Linked DNA regions of Mus musculus: region 2 is linked to region 1. A link is a contact called in public HiChIP or PLAC-seq data. All regions are on one chromosome and are shown on one strand. The core of a region is the stretch at or near the end of the contact, and the rest is flanking DNA. Distances in the headings are between cores, read along the strand shown. Region 1 has its middle 65 kb from the start of Slc7a1. Region 2 has its middle 5.2 kb from the start of Tex26.

Evidence for each region. HiChIP or PLAC-seq counts read pairs in DNA pulled down with a chosen protein or histone mark.
Region 2: a FOXA1 HiChIP or PLAC-seq map of pancreatic cancer cells shows a contact between it and region 1. The contact joins two enhancer-like sites. A contact is called at or near these places in 1 of 39 promoter capture datasets (hippocampal neurons) and 1 of 115 datasets of contacts at active chromatin or transcription factors (pancreatic cancer cells).

The regions. Positions count from the first base shown.
Region 1 is chr5:148,463,026-148,466,673 of GRCm38.p6, forward strand. No RefSeq gene overlaps it. Among named protein-coding and RNA genes, the nearest start is that of Slc7a1, 65 kb to the left of the region's middle. Within about 2 kb of position 1,541, at least 23 of the 459 cell types and tissues checked have an H3K27ac peak or open chromatin away from gene starts, as enhancers often do. A contact at or near this core is called in pancreatic cancer cells, where this site is marked.
Region 2 is chr5:149,432,683-149,436,330 of GRCm38.p6, forward strand. No RefSeq gene overlaps it. Among named protein-coding and RNA genes, the nearest start is that of Tex26, 5.2 kb to the right of the region's middle. Within about 2 kb of position 1,794, at least 37 of the 459 cell types and tissues checked have an H3K27ac peak or open chromatin away from gene starts, as enhancers often do. A contact at or near this core is called in pancreatic cancer cells, where this site is marked.

The DNA.
Region 1 (3,648 bases), core at 291-2,790:
CTTGATACTTAGTAGTGTATCATGTCCAGAGGAGTCTCCATCCAAATCCTGACTGTCACACTGGAGTAGATTGTGCTTCAGGAATCCAAACCTCAGTTCTTTGACCTCCCATTTTGTGGTCTTGAGATTCCCAGTGTCCAATTCAGTCATAGATGAGAACTGTGACATATAAAAGCAACTAAACTAAAGCAGATCGATGAGCTGGTATGATCGGGGAATCAGTAAGCTTAAATTGGTGATTTATAACTTCTGCTCTGACCAGATAACTCCTCTGTGTGTCTTTGAATTAAAGTTTCAGTTCTGAGACTTGTACAAATTTGCAATCTGGGGCTGGAGAGATGGCTCAGCAGTTAAGAGCACTGACTGTTCTTCCAAAGGACCTGAGTTCAAATCCCAGCAACCACATGGTGGCTCACAACCATCCGTAATGAGATCTGATGCCCTCTTCTGGTACATCTGAAGACAGATACAGTGTACTTAGACATAATAATAAATAAACCTATTTTTAAAAAAAGCTTAAAAAAACAATTTCTCCATCTGCAAGAAATAATACCGAGGGATCAATGTCACAATGCCTGGGATATTGCTATCGATAACCCATATATTGCCATCCACAACCAGATATTATCATTCATTGTACAGTTAGTATCCCGGCATCCAGGATCCCTCCCACTGTCTTTTAGCATCCCACCTTTTCAGGAATCCCCAGAAACTCCTCGCTAGTGTTACCTTTCCTGCATCCACATTGTCTCAGTGCTATCTTTCAAGAACAGTTTTTTACTCAGCAGTTGGATTTCCACCCATGTTGTATGGATATCCATAGTTCGTTCCCCCTCTTTGCTGTATAGATACAGCACAGCTTATTTAACCAGCTTCCCATTCGGGCTATTTCTGGCTTGTTTTGCATTCAGGCTATTCCTATAGTGTGAATGCATGCAGACTGCTCAGTTTGGAAAGAATTCATCAGTGAGTTTGTACATCTCAGAGGGCTCACATCTACATCTACCGTGCAATGGCTTTCTTTGGGAGGCGAAGCTTACTCACCTCATCCTAGAGTTGGCAGAATAAGCTTGCATGGTTTCCTAGAAGTCACATGACAAGCCAGCAGCTGGGTCATACGCTGAGTAAATACGCTGTGCCTGTCTCCACATAGAAACTCAGTCACAAATAGTTCCAGATACTAAATTCTAGGGATGCAAAAAGGATGAAAGTTTGGTCCTGAATGGGCTTGCAGGAGAGTTGGGAATCATGGGCCCAGAGCATGAATACAACACATGCTCGGACCATAAAGATAAGCATTGTAATTGCACAGAGTGGGGCCTAAACCACAGGGGGACCGTGCCTGGGCATGGGGAGGTGTGACCTCAGTGGGGGGAGATGGTGTGAGCACCCTGCAGCACAGACGGATTCCTCTGAAATTTTCCACTGAGAAAAAAAAAATGCTCTCTGAAAAAGATTTCTCGTCCTGGGCTGATGTTGGGTAGATAGTTTTATTTCCGTGACTAGTCAAATCTACGGGATCAGCAGAGCCTAGTAGGGACAGACCCAGAGAAATGCTTCCTTCATGATTCAGATGGAATGAGGAAATCGTGTTCTTTGCTAATAATACCCCAAGACCCAAATGTCAGAGCTACAGTATAAAGGAACACAAATAAATCTTACACACGCGAACTCCCAGGCTGACACTGGAAAGTAAACACTGCTGTGTGGTGCATGTGCTGGCCAGATTGTCAGCGCCATGGGAGCCACCCAGCACACACCTCTATGACAACCGCTCCTTTGGCCTGGGAAGAGGTGGGTGGCAGTGATTGGCACATGCTGAGGGTATACAACATGTTTCTCATATAAACCAGTGTTGTCTTCCCTAGTTCTCTAAGGAGAGAGTACAGACCACTGGAGAGTGAAGAACCTGCCCAGGACTGCTACAACATGCAAGGCTTTCGGATCGCCCTTATAGGGGTGACAGGGAACGAAGCCACACTGAGATCGGGTGGGTGCTGGGCACTAACAGAGCTGTACCAATGGCCAGGAAACCCAGTATGTTCCTTATATATCCTGAGGAGCAGGTTAGCTAATCTCTGTAGGAGGTCTCTGTAGGGAGCAGCCTCAGGCTGCAGTCATTCTGGAGAAAGAAGCTGCGGTTGATGTGTATGGTGCATGCTGTCCACATCTGTACTGGACCAGGAGAAGACCTAGTCACCCCCAGGGGTCTGAGGCACTGGAGTCCTTGACATGGCTGGGCTCCAGTCAATATTCTCTCACTCAGGACCTCATCCGTCCACCACACAAAACCACTTAGGCACTGGGCCCAGAACTGTGTATCTTGGAGGGAACCATGAAATGTTGTTTACCTAAAAAGGAAGTGGATAGCCAGGCGTGGTGGCGCACGCCTTTAATCGCAGCACTCGGGAGGCAGAGGCAGGCGGATTTCTGAGTTCGAGGCCAGCCTGGTCTACAAAGTGAGTTCCAGGACAGCCAGGGCTATAAAGAGAAACCCTGTCTCGAAAAAAAAAAAAAAAAAAAAAAAAAAAAGGAAGTGGAGAGAGTCAGAGGTCAATGACACTTGGCTGGTCCAGTGTGTTGGTGATGTTGGAGCCACAGAGAGCAGGGGCTTATTCACTAAGGCCTTGGTGATAGAGTCTCCATGGAAAGGGTTTGGTAGGGGTATCAGCAAAGCCAGGATCGTGGAGAAAGGTGCAATTGTACCATTTTCTGTCCCCAGAGGTCTTCAGTGGGACATAGACATGCAGACAGAGGCACAAGCCAAGCAGGCTCCGGAGCCACCAAGATGGATACAAAGGCAGAAACTGGCAAGGGTTCCAAGCTGTGCTGGAACAGATTTTGGAAGTTTCAGGATGATCTGCCAGGAGGATCTGGGAAGACATTAAGCCTAGAGAATAGAGACTCCAACATTATCCAACAAGCTGATCTTGGAGCCACTAAACTGTGTGTTCCTGCAGGCATGTGTGTATAATATCAGTACCACCAGCATCTCTCTGTTCACTAAAGCCGTGCTATCCCGGGTAACAGATTTAGAATTTATTCCGGGAGTACTTGTGACATCTCAGAGTGAGGAGACAGAACTAGCTGGGCACAGCAAGCGCAGAATGATGGATGCCAATCAAGAAGCAGTCTGAAGAATCACAGACCAAGGATGTGTGAATTCTAGTCAATGAGAAGGAAGGTAGGAGGAGCTAAGAGCTAGGGCAATGACTCTTGTTGGGGGAACATTGTGTGAAGGTGTGTCTCTGTCATCTGCCCAAGGAATTCTCTGATTGGCTTCAACAAAGAGTTGACGGCCAATAGCTGGGCAGGATAGGGAAGACGGGACTTCTGGTCTAAGAGAGGCTCTCTGGGAGAAGAAGCTGAGGCAGGAGGATTTACCAGTGTCACACGGAGGAGATGGGACATGCCTCCTGTGAGAGAGGTAACGTAGCAGACATGGACTAAAATAAACATGGTTTGTTAGAGCTAGCTGGGAGGTAACCTTGCTATAGTGCTTAAGCTTTTTTAACCCATAATGTCTCTGTGTCTTTATTCAAATGTTGACTGGCCCACGAAAGTCCAGCAATACACACTGTTCCACTCTGAGCTCGGTTGGCATAAAAGCAGCAACCTGAGCTTCCTCGGCTTCTAGGACACACATGC
Region 2 (3,648 bases), core at 544-3,043, 970 kb after region 1:
GCTGAACTAAGGAGACTAGATTTGGTCAAGCATCATTCTGGATGCTTCTGGGAAAGTCAACACGAAATTGCTGAATTTTGAGTAAGGCAGGAAAGTCCTCTTTAATGCAGGTGGGTCTTACTTAGTCACCTTTGGGTTTAACTATGAGAGACCTCTCTGCAGCAAGAGGAAGTCTGCAAGTGTTCACAGCCTTTGGGCTGCAGCTCTGCTACTTACCGAGTCTCCACTTAACTGCTTCGTCCTAGATAGCGCGCCTAAGAAGGTCCAAAAACCCTGTGCAATTTCTTAAAGCAAAACTGCAGAACTGAGTATCGGATAATCCCAGCATTCAGGAGGCGAGGGAGAAGGACCAAGAACTCATAGTTACATAGCATGTTCAAGGCTAGCCTGGGATATGTGAGGTCTTGTGTCAAAATAAGCAAATACCCAAGGAGAGAGAAAGAGAGATGGAAAAGAGAAAGGGAGGGAGGGAGGGAAGGAAGGAAGGAGAGAGGGAGGGAGGGAGGGAAGGAAGAAGGGAGAGAGGGAGGGAGGGAGGGAAGGAAGAAGGGAGAGAGGGAGGGAGGGAGGGGAGGAAGAAGGGAGAGAGGGAGGGAGGGAGGGAGGGGAGGAAGGAAGGAGGGAGAAAGAGAGAAAAAGAATGAATGAATGAATGAATGAATGAATGAATTTCTTGCTCATTTGTTTCTAGAATCTTAACACAGAATGAATCCACAAATTTGAGATAATGTCTTAGGAGTTCACCAATTAGCTAGAAAGAACACAATGTATTTTTCACACATTACTCGATGCAAACAACACACGCTACCTAGTAACAGTGTCTAACTTAAATCCAAGAAACAAAGCAGAGAAAATATTCAGTTTCTAGGATGGCTAATAGCCATCATCAGCACCAGAGGGTCTGGGATCACCTAGGAGAGACATCCTGGCTTGCTTGGGAAAATCTATGTAAAGTTAGTTCATTAAGATGGGAAGGTCTGCCCTTGGTCTGGAGGCCCTGGGCTACATGGAAGGAGAAGGTTAGGTGAGAGTAGCCATTTATCGACCTCTGACTTCAGATGCAAACATACCCAGCAGCTTCTAGTTTCATGAGTTCCTTACCACGATGGGCAGCGAGCCAAAGCAAACCCTTACTTCTTTCAATGGCTTTAGTCAGGTGTTTCATCGGAGAAATCAGCAAAGGAGCTAAGACAATACCTTTGTACCTAGAGTGGCAGAGCACCACTGTGGGCTGGCTTTAATTCGCTCTGGCCTCTTCTGGGGTGCTGGAGCAGCCAGCATCTTGGGGTGCTGGAGCAGCGAGCAGAGGTCTTTCCTCGGTTTTCACTACTTGTTCTTTAAATGATCCCATCGGTTCTTTCCTGTTCTCCCTCCCATTCAGGAAGTGAACTCACTATCTGTTCTATGTTACTCGAGCATAGATGCTCAGATTTCTCTCTCTCTCTCTCTCTCTCTCTCTCTCTCTCTCTCTCTCTCTCTCTCTCTCTCTCTCTGTGTGTGTGTGTGTGTGTGTGTGTGTGTGTATGTGTAAACTTGATGCAAACGACAGTCCTTAGGGAAGAGGGAACCACAACTGAGGAAGTGTCTCCAACAGGTTGGCTTGTGAGGTGTTTGTTTGATTAGTGATTGATGTGGGATGGCTCCGCCCACTGTGGGCGGTGCCTCCCAGCCGCGCTTCCTACCCCCCCCACCCCCCCCCGCTCCGCCCCCAGCAGATAGACCTGGGTTACTTTATATAATAAGCAGGCTGAGCAAGCCATGGGAACAAGGAAGTAAGGTATTCTTCTGTAAATTCCCCTAGAGTTCATGCCCTGACTTCCTCAGGTGATGGACTGGTACGCGGAAGTGTAAGTGGATCTCAGTCTGAGAGGCTGCTCTCCAACAATCCCTTCTCCCCTTCCTGGGTCCCTCTGCTCTCCTCAAGCTCCTTCCTCCATCCTTGCTCCCTACCCTGGAACTGACTATCATTAGCCCACTCAGGTAGAAACATAAAAGGCCACATTCACACCTTCAGTCATGCCGATTGTAAAGTTTATTCACAGGATCTGTGAGGTTTATTCTTTCTGCCACGTATCAAGAAGTCCTCCTTTCCTGTGATGGCCAGCTCTTGGCAACTGCACATTCTTTCATTCTGATGGTAATTAGTAACATTAACTCAGATTACACCCAACACTTCACACAACATACGTAGGTTACAGAGCAGTGGTTCTCAACCTTCCCACTGCTGCAACCCTTTAATACAATTCCTCAGGTTGTGGTGAGCCCCAGCCATAAAATTATTTCATTGCTATTTCATAAATGTAATTCTTCTACTGTTATGAATCGTAATGTAAATATTTGATATGCAGGATATCTGCTTCTGCGAAAGGGTTATTAGGCAGCTCAAAGTAGTCATGACCCACAGATTGAGAAATACTGTTAGGGAGAGAGAGAGAGAGAGAGAGAGAGAGAGAGAGAGAGAGAGAGAGAGAGAGAAAGAATAGGTTATACAATGGTACAAAAGAGGCCACAAACTTTAAAGAGATCTTATTGGAAGCAGAGGCAGAGTTCGTACAAATGTAGAGAAAGCCACCACAGATGCTTAGATACGAACGAACCCAGTTAGAGGTGTGTGGCAGTGAGCAGAGTAGAGCCACGGGGCCATGGGGTCTAGCTGTGCCTCAGGGTCACTGGATGAATGAGCTGATGACTGTGATTTCAGTGGCCAGTGAGGCAATGGGAAACTGTGATGGGCTGAAGCCATGATGACCATCCGGACTTTGCTGCTCCTGAGGCCCCTGATGCATGCACTGGGTCAGATGATAGGTTAGCAGGGTCCCTGTCACCCACTGTTAGGCATCCTTTAGCTGTGGCTCAGGTGAAAGTGTGTCCCCCTTTGCTGGCCTGGTCTGTTTGATGAGCTCTTCGGCCTGGTTTTACTGATGTGGTTTTAATAGGCCCAGGTGCTCTCACACCCCGGCTTGATTTTGGTAAGTTTGTAGCCTACCCAAGTCACTCATCAGCCTGGGCCTCCTAGAGGATGCTGCACAGATCCTGGGGTTCATAGCCTGAATGAGGCGCACACTCATTCTGCATCAGGATTTGCACCTTCAGTGAAGCTAAATGTTGCTTGCAAAATGGGCAAAGCAGGGCCTGGATGCTTCATACGGTGTGAAGTAATTTAGAGCCAGGCATACATAACCTGATGCCCACACTAACCTCTCTCCCTCTCCACCAGAGTTTACAACTTGACAGCTTGATTGCTGTCTGCTCCCTCTTACCACCCATTGTCTTAAGCACTTCACGTTGTGTGTGCAGAGAAAGAGATTGTTACAATGATATTCATTGGGGGGAAAAAAAAACAAACCAAACAAACCATTGATTCTTAATCCATTGGATTGAAATCTCCCTTGTTTAGGATCTATGCAAAACTACCAAGCCACATTACTGACCCAGATGTCTTGCTTTCTGAGTAACAGTTCTAACTTCTGCTTTTGGGAAAAAAAGGTCACAGTTTAAAGGGCCGCCTTAGTGTCTTCCCTCCACTGTTCAAGGCACTCAGTGAGCTCAGGTGACCTATAGCCCCGCTGCAGGCTCACATGGCCATCTCTCAGCCCAGTAGTTGTAGCTCTGTGCGCGCACTTTCCCCCATTGATCCTCACAGCATAG